3 separate regions of the Zea mays genome follow, and all the other regions are linked to region 1. A link is a contact called in public Hi-C data. All regions are on one chromosome and are shown on one strand. The core of a region is the stretch at or near the end of the contact, and the rest is flanking DNA. Distances in the headings are between cores, read along the strand shown.

Evidence for each region. Hi-C and Micro-C count contacts between places; a contact is called where the count stands out from the background.
Region 2: a contact with region 1 is called in a Hi-C map of tassel, with 1.7 times the contacts expected there. The contact joins the promoter of LOC100502340 here to the promoter of LOC100282190 in region 1. A contact is called at or near these places in 3 of 25 Hi-C or Micro-C datasets (ear, leaf and tassel).
Region 3: a contact with region 1 is called in a Hi-C map of bundle sheath, with 3 times the contacts expected there. The contact joins the promoter of LOC100272256 here to the promoter of LOC100282190 in region 1. A contact is called at or near these places in 7 of 25 Hi-C or Micro-C datasets (bundle sheath, ear, endosperm and 2 more).

Annotation. Positions count from the first base shown.
Region 1 is chr9:3,052,329-3,057,195 of Zm-B73-REFERENCE-NAM-5.0, reverse strand. LOC100282190 reads left to right here and starts at 2,741. Exons shown (of 16, transcript NM_001155102.3): 1 at 2,741-3,081; 2 at 3,196-3,351; 3 at 3,732-3,853; 4 at 4,188-4,241; 5 at 4,355-4,461; 6 at 4,620-4,725. The coding sequence starts at 2,892.
Region 2 is chr9:3,250,395-3,254,958 of Zm-B73-REFERENCE-NAM-5.0, reverse strand. It overlaps LOC100502340, which reads right to left and starts at 2,047. Exons shown (of 4, transcript NM_001363267.1): 1 at 1,352-2,047; 2 at 1,111-1,260; 3 at 58-90. The coding sequence starts at 1,966.
Region 3 is chr9:2,838,991-2,843,492 of Zm-B73-REFERENCE-NAM-5.0, reverse strand. LOC100272256 reads right to left here and starts at 1,762. Exons shown (of 8, transcript NM_001146750.1): 1 at 977-1,762; 2 at 774-853; 3 at 256-333. The coding sequence starts at 1,664.

The DNA of each region.
Region 1 (4,867 bases), core at 1,492-3,991:
GTTGTTGCCACCACCTTCATCGGTGTCTATGACGGCCTCGGGGGTGTCGAGGCGTGCTGCTTCATCTCTAATCACCTATGAGTGCATACTGTCTGTATGTGCCTCTCTTGCTACTCGCTAGCTTGAGAGTTGAATTGTTTGGGTTACTGGTTATTTTTAGAGCTACATCCCTGCGCTGTTGCGATTGTCTACACTCTACAGTAACCACGAGAAATAGGTTTCTTTGTTAAGTTGTACCACTATTTTGTGAATAAGATAAAACATCAACTGCTACATGTGGTGGATTCTTGGTTTCTTGTCGAGCAGCTACCAGCTAATAAAGTCTTTACTTAGGTGCGCTTTTTGTCATGTTTCAACTCACTGGACAGTTTTTGTTACAAAAAGTGAATTTTATCTCCCAATTATTTTTGATTTGCCAATAAGCATGAATGGTTTCATTTAGTAGACTGCCTGTCAGGAGTTGATTACAATTTGCAAAAACAAATAATGGTGATGAGTGAAAATTATTAAATATTTTGCAGTGATTTAATTTCTCTACTCTTTTTAAGTGGGATTAAGTGGGAACTAGAAATGCCCACTTTTGATCCACCTATTCAAAATTCACAAGAAATAGGACATGAGAAACAGTTGAGATGTGCAAGTATCCTCCATGAGGAAAATAAGGAATGCCAAGGACACAACAAGTGGACAAATGTGCTCTAAAAGATTAATGGAAAATCTAATGTTTCATAGGAGGGAACTTTACCTGATAGTATTTTATTTTCTCAGCAGTCCAATGATGATGCATTAAGTTCATGGGATATTGAAGCCATGAGACATGCATGTGAGGGTACTGGAGAGGACATAATGTGCATGCTATATCTTCTCTATGCTATATATGGACACCTGTTACATGTGCTAGATGATATCGAGTTTTATGAAAAGCGGGTAGAATGCTTGGTGAGTTAATAATATGAATAGCCTGTTACTGAGTAGCGGATCTTTTTCTATCTATCCGCTTTGGGCTCTGCCTTACCTCCTTTCTTTCCTGTCGTCTCAAGTCAGTGCCCTTCTTTGCTTTTTTGATCAATTTCACAAGCAATAAGCTCCACTTTCTGATATTTGCCTCTTCTGAATCGTTTCCAGATATTGGAGCTTCTGGCCTCATTGCAAGCGTAAATTCATTGTGTTTTGCATTGTAATGGTTCCGTTGCGAAGCACGGGCAATTACCTAGTGATGGTTTAAACACTGAAGGTGTTACACATAATCACTTTTTGAAACCGTTTACTTACACTGCTAAATTCGTGAAACTTACTTAGATTGCTAAATTCTTGAAACTAGCAATAGGATAGAGAGAAAACAGATTTCACCTGGACTAGTATAAAAATGAGAAATAGTTTTAAAATATTTTTTCTTGAAACATTTCTCCATTTGTAGTGATCGACAACAACCATACGGATTTTACTAAAAATCAATCATGTTTCCCTCACTTTCAAAGGTTTGTGATGGCTAGAAGAAGTTGCAAGGTTGCGAGTAGGGCGGGACGAAATGCTCGTGGCTTGTTGGCTCGCTCGGTTCATGGTCAGCTCGGCTCGGATCGGCTCGTTTGAATTTTTTCACGAGCTGATTTGACATTCTAGTTCGGTTCGTTAACGAGCCAGCTCGCGAGCTAAACGAGCTGCCGCATTCTAGCAAAACGAAACTATATGCATATCATTTACAGAATAATTGATGAACATGCTATATATATGTGAGGTGTCTATGCCTAGGAGTTAATCTAATGATTAATGAACTATGTTTATATGTTAATTTGGTCTATGCAAATATAATTGTGGGTTAAACTGATGAACATGTGAATTGTGAATTAATGGGTGATGAATTGTGTTAATTTGGTGTTACATTGATGTGGTTTGTGAAACTATGAGCATAATTACTATTTTCTATTGTTAAATTAGCTTGAAATTAACTAAAAATTAATTATTATGTACATATTTTTTTCTACTCTTTCTCGCGAGCTAAACGAGCTAGCTCGAGCTCGTAAACGAGTCGAGCTGAGCTGACTCTGTGGCTCGTTAGCTTAACGAGCCAGGTCGAACTCGGACGAGTCGAGCCGAGTTAGATCATTATCCACCCCTAGTTGCGAGCTTAGCGGTACACATGGGGCTTTTTTTACGGTTTCTTTACATCATAATTGGTTTCTATCGGCCAAATATTTCGCTTCTCGTTTGTCTACGTGAGAATTATCTAAATCAACGTGAATGCATGATTCGTCGACTCGTTGCGACATAAATTCACTGGACCTTTTTATTATTTTATGATATTTAGATTCTGGTAACAGCTAGATCAGAAACTTTTAATAAATGATGGCAACTTTTAAGAAATGATGGCACGTCGATGAGCTGAAAAACAACGGGCGAACGGCAGCGACATCGACCTGCAGCCGTAAAATACCACGGCCAACCGAGGTTCCAAGAGACAAGGCCAGACAAAGACAGTGGGTTCTTTCATCTGTGCAGGTACACCCAGAAAAACTTCGTAATTAAACTACAGTGCAAAGAAGCCATACGGCACAGACCCTAGCCACACAAATACGCCAGTTGTCGGGTGCCCCACTGCAAAACCACAAAAACTTCCGGTCTTCACGCCCGCGCCACGCCGCCTGGACCAGAGTCACCAAACCGCGGACACGCCACGAAAGCACGAACCAGGGACTCGCCCGCCATTCGCCAACCCCCACGAACCCACGGCCCTCTCCGACCCGATCGCCATCACCCCACGCACTCGCACCCTTCAGGGCTACCCCATAAAAACGCCCACGACGGCGACTGGCCTTTCGATTCGCCCAGGGCAATATTCCCCCCGGACCAAACTAGATCAGCGAAACCCACTCCGCTCTCCCGAGATCGGACACATGGCGGCGGCGGCAGTGACGTCCAACGGCGGCGCAGTGGCCGCGAACGGGCCGGCGCCCGGCAGGCTGGCCTCCGTGTACAGCGAGGTGCAGACGAGCCGGCTCCTGCACACGCTGCCCCTCCCCTCCGTCCTCCGCTCCAACTTCTCGGTCGTCGACGGCCCCGCCAGCTCCGCCGCGGGTAACCCCGGTGAGTGACCGTTCAACGCTGCCTGTAACTTCGGATCTCGGGTCTTGCATGTGGTTTGCTACGTATTCCATCGAGCTCACCGGATTTGTGGCTGGCTCGATCGATCTGTCGCAGATGAGATCGCCAAGCTCTTCCCCAACCTGTTCGGCCAGCCCTCGGCGTCGCTGGTGCCTTCGGCCGAGCCCGCGGCGACCAGGCCGCTAAAGGTCGGTGTCGTGCTCTCTGGTGGACAGGCGCCCGGCGGGCACAATGTCATCTGCGGCATCTTTGGTGAGTATGTGTTTGCTTGCTGAGCTTTTCAATCACCAAAACTGCCAAGGCTCTAGTTGTTTTAGTGCTAATGGAGGCGATTTGGAGTTGATAGGAGATCCAAAGAACTTAGGGTAGTGCCATTAGTTGAGTTAAAAGGGTATTCCCGCGTTCGTCAGTAATGTAGTGTCTTTAAATGAGGCCCCAGTGAACTTCGCAGCTATAGATCTCCATGGATTTTTGTAGTATGATGAGGCAAAACTGATTGATTTCAGTTGTTTTTTTTGGAGTGAGTCCCTTATTGGATTTGTTGAGTAGACAATGAAAGAGTTTGATTGTGTTTTGAAGGCTTTCCTGAAGCGATTCTTGTGTTTGACTTTGCCTGGTGTCGGTTGGATCAGATTACCTTCAGGAGCGTGCAAAAGGTAGCACCTTGCTTGGATTCAAGGGAGGCCCTGCTGGGATCATGAAGTGCAAATATGTGGAACTCACTTCAGACTTTGTGTATCCCTACAGAAACCAGGTACAACAACATATACTTTAATAAGTATACTTGTTGACTGAATTTTTAATTCTGTTCACTTTGTTTATTTAAATAATGTTTGTTTGCCTGTTAGTGTTAGGTAAGTTTTTGGAGTTTTCGCGTTGCAATTGTGTTTCTTATGTGTCAACCACTGTTAGTGTTTTTGCAAAATTATTACTAACAAAGCGTGATTAGTTCAGCAAACTAACCTTTGTAGTAATGAACTGTCGGTTATTGAATTTCCTACTCTTACATGCATGACACCATAATGAGGTGATTAGTAGGAAACTATTTCCTTTCGATGATGCATTTAAATTTTATTTCTTTTTGATAGGGCGGATTCGATATGATCTGCAGTGGAAGGGACAAGATTGAAACACCGGAGCAGGTATGTCTCTGGGGTCTGGCCATGTTTATGTGCAGATGCTTATGGAAAAACTTTGCTACTGGATTGCTTAATCATGGTATTTTTTTTCTCAACTACCTATGTTTGTTGTGCAGTTCAAGCAAGCTGAAGACACAGCCAACAAGCTTGATTTGGATGGACTTGTTGTCATTGGTGGTGATGATTCAAACACCAATGCCTGCCTTCTTGGTGAATACTTTAGGTTGGCTGCTGACACTATGTTTTGGTGTTCCAATATTACGGCTGATTTATGAATATAACATTCCGATAGTAGTTGACTTTTTCTTGATCTAACTGTTTTTCTGCTTATTCACAAGAAAATCAAGATTATGATACCAAATTATGAATTTTGCTTCATAGGTCAAGGAACCTGAAGACTCGTGTTATTGGTTGCCCAAAGACTATCGATGGAGATCTGAAATGTAAGGAGGTACCAACAAGCTTTGGATTTGATACTGCTTGCAAGGTATCTAATTCTTGATCCTTTGCTCATCTCACAGTATCATGCATGCAAAATTATCCCAGATTTTTAATTAGCTACAACAGTAATGGCACAACTGCTTAAGCATTTTTTCAATTTGAGAATTTAAGGCATCTTACACATGCAT
Region 2 (4,564 bases), core at 798-3,297, 200 kb before region 1:
AATCATGACACAAAATTTAGCAAAGAGCAAAGATATAAAGTCATTGTGTGTACTTGCCTGTTCTATGATGGCAAAGTAGTGGGAGTTTGCCTGCATTGAGAAACAAAGGAAATTCAATGTAGCTTACTTTTAAAGTAATAAATAAATATGACAAAATACTTTGTTAGAAAAGAATAAACCAACAGAAAGCGTAGTGTTATAAAACACGATAATTAATATATCTCCAGAGTAGATGTTCATTAACATATAATGAAGTAGTACAATATCTGTTAAACAATGAATAGCTTAATAAAAACAAGCTCACAGCAGAAGCAACATGCTAAAGGAAAAACATAAATTAAATATGCCGGTGCTGTTTGTGATCATTTAGCCATAACCCTGATTGTTGAATCTTCTTAGCATGTGTACTAATATATGCAAATTCACGAGCAACAATGCCTGGCAGAATAGTTCACGTAATGCTCAATTGCCCATAGAATATGTAGATTTTGTAAGCTTGAAGTGGCCAGTTAGAATAAGAGCGACAACTACACCTGACACTAGGCCTGAAATGACTTCTACGCATGGAAACTACAAGCACACAAGCCAACAATATATAAAACCAAAATAAGTTACACCCAGTTCATGCCTAAATATGAAACAGCATCAAGCGCATACCTCCCTAAGGTTTGAGATCACAATGTGGGCAAGGAGAAACAATGAAATTTCATATCAGTCCTACAAGCACGCAGGGGCGACGGCAGGGGGGGGGGGCACAGGGGGCAATGCCCCCCTAATGCTCCCCTAATTCTTTAGAACCTGTTAGTTTTTTAGCTAATTTTCATGTAAACAGTGCAAAAAATGCTTCTAACAGCCCCCCTAGTGTAATTTGGTCCCCCTAATTTTGGATCCTGGCTTCACCCCTGCAAGCACGGCACGTCGGATTTCATTTGTCGTCAGCTAGACAACCAGGTAATAAAATGTGAAATGAAATTCCATTTCATTCATGTCCAAGACAGATGATGACGCATGGCATATTAGCATGGCAATGGAAAACACAAGCAAGGAAACAGAAGCTACGGCTTACTCCTTAAGCCTCATCTAAACCACAAAGTTTTGCTTCCTTCTCACCTCATCGTTCATGACCCATCCACCACTCACGATTTCGAGCTGCCTATCACGGACAAGCTTAGCCAGTGCCTCTTGCTTTTTGGGCGGCGCGTCGCGCCACCATCTCTCCAGGTATGACATCTCCTCCCATATGAACTTCCTCCGCGAATCCTATACCATAGCAGAATCCTGACGATGGTCAAAAGGAGAAGAGCACCAACGCCCGAAAGCAAATCTGGAGTGGCGAGAACACTAGGAAGACCTTGGAGAGGGACTCGACGATGGTATCGAGGATGTGGCGCGACTGGCGCTGGTAGTACTCCTCGACGGTGCGGATCCACCCGGGGTCGTTGTGCGAGTGCGGCGCGACGAAGACCTTGAGCTTCTCGGTATCCCACTCGTCGCCCCTGTACTTGACCTCCCACCCCTGCTTCCACGCACCGCCGTCGACGTCGCTGAACTCGATCCGGTCGTAAAGGTCCCTCGTCGTAATATCCACGGGCGCCTCACGTCCGATCCGGTTCGCCACAGCGGCCGCTGCGGCCTCGGCCGCGGCCGAGTCCCGGAGGCGGAAGGCGGGCCTGCGGCTGAGGCGCGCGCGGGAACGGACGGGCGCAGACAGCGCGGCGGAGCGGGATGAGGGGAAGCCGAGACGGAGAAAGGCCAGGATAAACAGCACCGCGAAGGCAGTCGTGGCGAGGCAGAGGGCGCGGCGGGAGTAGGGAGTGGACGCGGAGTGGAGGCTCCCGCGGCGGCGGGAGGAGGCGGGCGCAGAGAGGGAGGACTTGGAACGGAGGTGGTGGTGCGCCTTCGGCTTGGAGGTGGTGGGGAGTAGTGCGCCGGAGCGGGCCCCGCCGCTGCCGGAGAAGAAATGCATCGCCGCCGGTTTCGGGATCGGGATGGAGTGGCCTGACTGACCTCGCGCGGGCTGCCGGTTCCGGGGTCGTCTGTCGTCTCGAGTGGGTGCGCGGTGGGCCTTCCCACCCGTGCCCGGCACGGTCCAGCGATATTTTTGGTCGCTCCGTTTGTTTCGATGACTGGTGGCCCTGTACGAATGGTATGCTTCAATGACATGTGGGGCTACCTCTAAACTTCTAGGTGGTGAACAGTGAACTGAGAAGTGTCAACTGATTCGAACTCATCTTATTGTAGTTAGGGATGATAATTTAACCCGCAAACCCAACATTCGATAGGTACGGATATAGGTAAGGATTTTGACTCGCGGATGTAATTCGCATCTGACCTGAAGTTTCGCGGGTGTGGGTATGAATTTCTATTTCAATCCGTGGGTGACTTGCACCCGACCCGAAATTTGGTTTATTCGGTATTTTACGCAATAACGATAAAGATACAATAGTAATTATTTTCAATAAGTAACTTGGCTAATGATTCATGAAGTGTTTTGTTGCTGCTCAACGTGATAAAGCTTAAAATTCATACATATAACTTAATTATTACTGGTATTTAATTGTTTATAGCTGAATTATTGTTTAAAATTGTACACTGAGTAAAACCCGTGAGTGACCTAAAAACCTTACAGGTTTGGGTGCGCGGTTAGAATTGCACCCGTGGGTGATATCGTGGGCGGGTTTAGATAGACTTCACGGGTATAATTGTGAGCGGGTTTAGGGTCCCTGATTGTAGTTTCTTGGCATTAATTATTATGTCACTTAATTTTTGCAGTGTATTTTATTGTCTACTAAATACGACTTAATTAAAAAAATAAAAATAATTTCTTAATAAAAAACATGTCTATACAAGAGAAATGATATGATACTAATGAGAGGAAAAAATACGTGACGAGACAAAAGAACATTCTACAAAAACTATTCATTAAAAATAGCTTCTACATATGATTTTCATATAAATTAATTGACGTAAAATTTATTTATAGTTTTAACATTTGAACCGCGGAAAGAGCATCTTCAATAGTGACTTATCTTAAGATTTATTTGGTTGGGTTGTGGCTGTGAAAAAAAACTGTTGTGAGATATGAGTTGTAGAAAAAATTGTTGTGAACTTTAAGCTTTTAAAAAGCTAAAAACCATTTGGTGAAAACAACTAAAAACTGATGAAAATTCTTTAATACATATTTTCACAGTTCCCTTTCTTTTAAAAGCAAGTCCAGATGTGATTTTAGTTTTGCACTACGAGAAAGTCGGCTTTTAGAAAAAGTGGTCTATAAATCTAGATCTAGCTCTTTTGTATGACTTTTTGCTTTTAAGGAGTAAAAACCAAAAGCTAAACTAAACACACTCTTAGTGCCTCAAATTAAATTATATGGCTCAAGCTAAAAAAATTGCTCCAACATTGTTCAATGTTACAAAAAATTATTAAAAAATATAGGTCACCTACTGAAGTGACACAAATATAATACACCTTATTAGGATGCTCCATATCTAGATCTAAATGAACGGACGCTTCATAAAAATTTTCTTTCTAGACAAATGGATTAGAATAAAATATTTAGGTTAGTCACTTAATTTGGACCTTTATTTTTAAAGCTTTTTTGGTCTAAATTCTATAAAACATATCTATTTTAAATTTTAGAATATTTTGTTAGGGAAAATTATGGAAGATGCTCTGCTTAGTGGCCCGCTGAAATGGCTAGCGAAAGAGGCATACCAAGATTTAACTATGTTTTAGATATGTTACTACTTCTCGTCTAATATGGTTAATATCATTATAAATCATTCAAAAGGAATTATATCCTCAGATTACTTAGGCTCACGACCAAAATATTGTTACTACTCCTCTCTAAGTTGTTAATGTATAGGCTACACATATCGCATTCTTCACATTCGTTCTTCTACCGTTCTTCTTCCCCTCAAATGGTGTCACCTCACACTAAATATCGGTTTTGGTTTCTCTTACTAAAGTTAGAGGATGTTTAATTTTGAAAGTCACCTAGAGGAGATGAATAGGCGAAATCTTAAATTTACAAACTTTTAAACACACACTAAGGTCGAGGTTAGCCTTAGAATTAAATCGGAGTACAAAAGATAGTTCTCCTTGCTTAGAGTTGTTCAATCAATGCGGATAACTTTTGGGAGCAAACTTAAACAATATTAGCAAGGGAACTTTTAGAGAGAGGAAAGAGGGGAAACAAATCAAGTCAAGATCAACATGTGAACACGGTGATTTGTTTTACCGAGGTTCGGTTCCAAAGAACCTAGTCCTCATTAAGGAGGCCACAAAGGCCGGGTCTATTCCAACCCTTTCCCTCTCTCAATCAGTCACACAGACCGGTCGAGGCTTCTCCTTAATCACTTGGGTCACTAAGACCTCGCAAAGATCACCACACACTTAGGTGTCTCTTGCTAGCTTTACAAAGCACTTAGAGAAATAAGAATGAGAAAGAGAAAGCAATCCAAGCAACAAGAGCATCAAAAGAACACAAAACACCCTCTCTCAAGTCACTAAGCAATTGAGTTGATTTTGAGGCTTGGAGGGGATTTGATCTTTATAATGTGTC
Region 3 (4,502 bases), core at 513-3,012, 210 kb after region 1:
GTATTCTAGAGTACATCTGATAGCATATAAGATCATAAGGAAATAGCTGCACCAAACATAATATTTCCACATTTTTGGAGTATGTTCTTTCTGGTAGAAAGATATTTGTATCTGCTTGTAGCCTAGTAAATCTTTCCAGTTTACTAGTAACATCTTATGGCATAACCCCATACGTGATGGATTATGTGCTCTAAGATATGCATGCATTCATGTAACTGAAATGATAGAAATCAGAATTATTTCTTAAATACTTACAATTGGCCCATTTTCAAGGGCATGTTCTTTGGCAAATTTGCAAGCTTGCTTCACAGCAAGAACATCCATTCCATCGACCTACACAAAACACAAGGTACCATTTCAGTGCCAAGCGTTAGCTAGATTGCAGACATGGAGACCAAAATCAGCATCCTATTATGCAGATTTTGCTGGACCAGGGGATTCCAAAGAAGGGTACCAGTCTCGACAATACTAACATAAATTAGACGACCAAGCCTCAGAATATGCAAAACTCGTAGTGCTATTAAAAAAATTAAGGGACCATGTGTTTGAGCAAACAATTTGAGATCACAACAAAGCCAATCCTGCCAGAGCATAATAATAAATTCAACACTGAACTCTGGCACACCCAAATTTGCATTTGATTTTAGACTTTACAGCCCAACAATACAACATTGCACACCGGAGCAATCAAATTTGCGTTTACAAAACCAATCAATACTATTCACATCACTCTGAAATAAACTGTAAACCAAATCAAAAGAACAACTATTTACCTTTAAGCCAGGCACATAGTCCCCGCGCTTGTAGTAAGCCGGGCTCTTGGAGGCCCTCCACTCTGCCGTCCCCATCCCATCTGCATACACCAGGTACTCCAAAGTCACTCCACTAGCCCACTCTCGATTTCGGAATCCCACCGATGAACAGTACTATCACAGCACTACCAGCTGACCAAGCACATGGTAACAGAAGAACTCACAGTGGTTGTTCTCGCAGACCAATATGACAGGCAGCTTCCAGAGCGCGGCCATGTTAAGCGCCTCGAAGAGCTGTCCCTGGTTGGCGGCGCCGTCGCCGTAGAGGTCAAACGTGACGGTGCCCTCCTTCCTGTACCTCTGCGCGAAGGCGATGCCGCACCCGAGCGGCACCTGCGCGCCGACGATGCCGTGGCCGCCGAAGAAGTTGGCGTCCCGCTTGTAGAAGTGCATGGACCCGCCCTTGCCCCTGGAGCAGCCGTCCCGGCGGCCCATGAGCTCGGCGAAGGCGGCGACGGGGTCCCCGCCGCGCGCGAGGTACGCGCAGTGGTCGCGGTAGGCGGTGATGATGGCGTCGGCGCGGGTGGCTGCGGCCTCCATGCCGACGGCGACGGCCTCCTGGCCGTCGTAGAGGTGGCAGAAGCCTCGGATGAGCTTGGCCTTGTAGAGCGAGTCCGCCGCGATCTCGAAGCGCCGCATGAGCGACATGTCGCGGAAGAAGGACAGCAGCTCCCGCGCCGAGGTGGTGGCCTCGCGCGGTGGCGGGTCCACGATGTGGGACTTGAAGGGCACCGAGGTGTCAACGGTGACCGCGTCCGCGGAGTCGGAGACCCCACGCGCGAGAAGCGGCAGCGGCGCCACGAGCTGGCTGGCGGCGGTGGGGACAAGGCGGCGGAGAATGGCCGCGGCCATGGCGTGCGCCTACAACGGGAACTCGAACAGAGCGGGGCGAGGACGCGAGGTGCGTGAAACGTGTAGGTGTCGAGCGAGCCGCTGGGTGGTGTTCGGCGGAGTGGCGGCCTGGCGGGGGGCGGGGCAGACGGGCAGTGCTGGCTTTCAGTCGCTCGCGGGCCGTGTGCCCGTGTGCCGCGTGGTGCAGACTGGCTTGGCCCGGGGGCGTCGTGGCGTCGCGCGACGGACAGGAGCCTCGAGGGCGGCGGGCGCGCGCCGTGTCAAACGCAGTGACGTGAGCTCGACTTTCCAACAGAAAAGCTTACGGGTACGTACTAGCCAACATGTCACAGGACTGCCGTGCTGGTGCGGTGCCGCCGGCGATCGGTTTTGGCCTGTTGATGACCCTGTTGGTACTGCAAAGTGGGACGAATCCGCCGCAGATCAACGAGTTCGAAAAAAACAAGCAAACCCTACTCGTGACGAGTCGCCACCCTTTTACTTAAACAAAGCAGCCAAGCAGACAGGTGGCTCGCCGGTAAAGCGACCCGGGAGGCGAAGAAGGGACACACGGTCATCTTCGGTTGGATCCCTGGACACCTGTCACTGTTCTTGAATCCCAGATCACGGACCAATCCCGCGGTGACAGGCATCTCCGCAGCGGCCGGCGGAGAGTTGGGCATGTTTAGTATTTTTGAATATTTGTTGGACCATAGTTCATTTTTACTTAAACTCGATGAATAAAATAGATCGAAGAAAGTATTACGGTTTGTTAGGAAGAACCGAAAATAAGTTTGAGGCTGACGAGTCGGCTCAAACATGAAGTAGTTTTGAGTGGTTCGTGAGCCGAGTCGAGCCGGTTTTTTAATTCGTTGGTGCATCGAGCCGGCTAACGAGAAATGCCAAATTGGTCAATCTATAAAATAATGATTAATATATAATTTTATAGATAGTTGGCTCGTTCTTTACTATTTGATGATGGATATATAATAATTCGTAATTCAAAATAGTCGTAATATTGAATGATGATTCTATGTTCTATATTCACATACTGTTAATCCACTGTATAATATAATAATATTTATTAGTATGTTGCTCATGAGCGAATGAGCCAAACCGAGCCCCGTCTCATGAACCAACTTCGAGTAGAGTCTATCCTATTTCTTTAACTCGTCGAGTGGATGAGTCGAACCGAGCTCGGCTCGTTTCAAGACTAGTATATAGAATACAGTGGTGAAATCGAGCGTCGGTTTTTTATGGTGTATTACCCTAAATAAATTAATCTTCATCCAATCTCTCAAGACCTTAAAACTCACGGGATGCTCTCGAGCCCATGAATGACTGAATATTCTTGATGATGACCGACAACCACATCGGAGCATTTGATCAACAAAAAAAAGTGAACAAGTGAAAGTTCTCAAAATCTAAAAAATGAGCTCTCTACTCCAATGAGAACGAAGAAAGAACCCTAACTAAATCCATCATAATCAACTATTGATCCAATGTTTTAGAAAAGTTCCTAGGGTATATAAGTAGCCAAATAAAGAAACGGATCGTAAGACGGATATAACTCCGAAACCACTCAAAACACTGGTGCCACACCCGATTTTCAAAGACAAAGTTGGATGCATCTCATATATGCGACAGAATCAATTTACACATATGATGACTTTAGTGTATAGCAACTAGTGTCACAACTTTATAACATAAATTAAATAACTAAACAAAAAAGAAACTAAACGACGACGGTCAACAGACAATCGACTGGAGCAAAGAAGGCCTAGAACTCCTTAAAGTATTCATAATAGTCTTCCTATTGACCTTGGTCTGAGCACCAAATTCATCAAGAATGAGTACATTTATGATTGGTACTCTGCAAGTGTGTAGAAAAGTGTAGTGGAAGGCTAATCGAAGAATAAGGTTGAGCATATCATTTCACATTTTAATTATGTTGGTCAAAATTTTATTAGCAATTACTAAGTATATATTGTTCCAATTAAATAAAAGATCATAAGTGAATTACCAACAATAAACAACATGCATGTCCATTTGATTTACTTTCAATAGTTTAATCATGTGTGGATTCGAACCGCTCTTGACCGTGAGCATGGCTGATATGTCAGTTTCACATTGTGTAGAGGCTATACATCTTTACCCACAAGCAGTGTATCCCTCTAGCCTGGATTAGCTAGACCCATATTCATTTTCGAGATGAATGGCTAGGGATCCACTATAGGGCTTTTACAAAGGTCCACTAGTATGGTGATAACCACCTAAGGTTTTAGGACAAAGCAAAGCATAGGACTCCCTCAACTGAAAAGCTACCATAGTGCAGACAAGCTCGAGAGCAGGTATACACTCCCACAACACCTCCCCACTGCCCATAACTAGCTTCCCTAATTAATTAGCAAAGATTAGAGCCATATTAGTCCTTGTGGTTGTACGATTTCCTTGGGTTGTCACTCCAAGTTCCAATTAAACATATTGTTCTTGTACCAACAAAAAACATATCACAAGAATACAACAATATCCATGTTTTCTGTGTAACGTCACCCCCATAAACCAAGTAGAGCAACAAGCATGTCTACCCAACATAAAGTAAATCAGGTGTGAACAAGGTATAGAGAAAGTAATACTAGTCATCACTTAATAGGTACCATCAATTGAAACCTAATAACTGTACATAACATTGGTGATAACATAAAAATAAAGGTTGCATAGAACCAAAGAACATGATAAGGACACAACTTGCCTTCTAAAGCAAGATCATGATGCCTAAAGTATTCATAGGATTGGTCTTTCGATCCCTCAAACAACGGTTCTTTTAAACACAACACATACAAGTAAACAAAAACATAA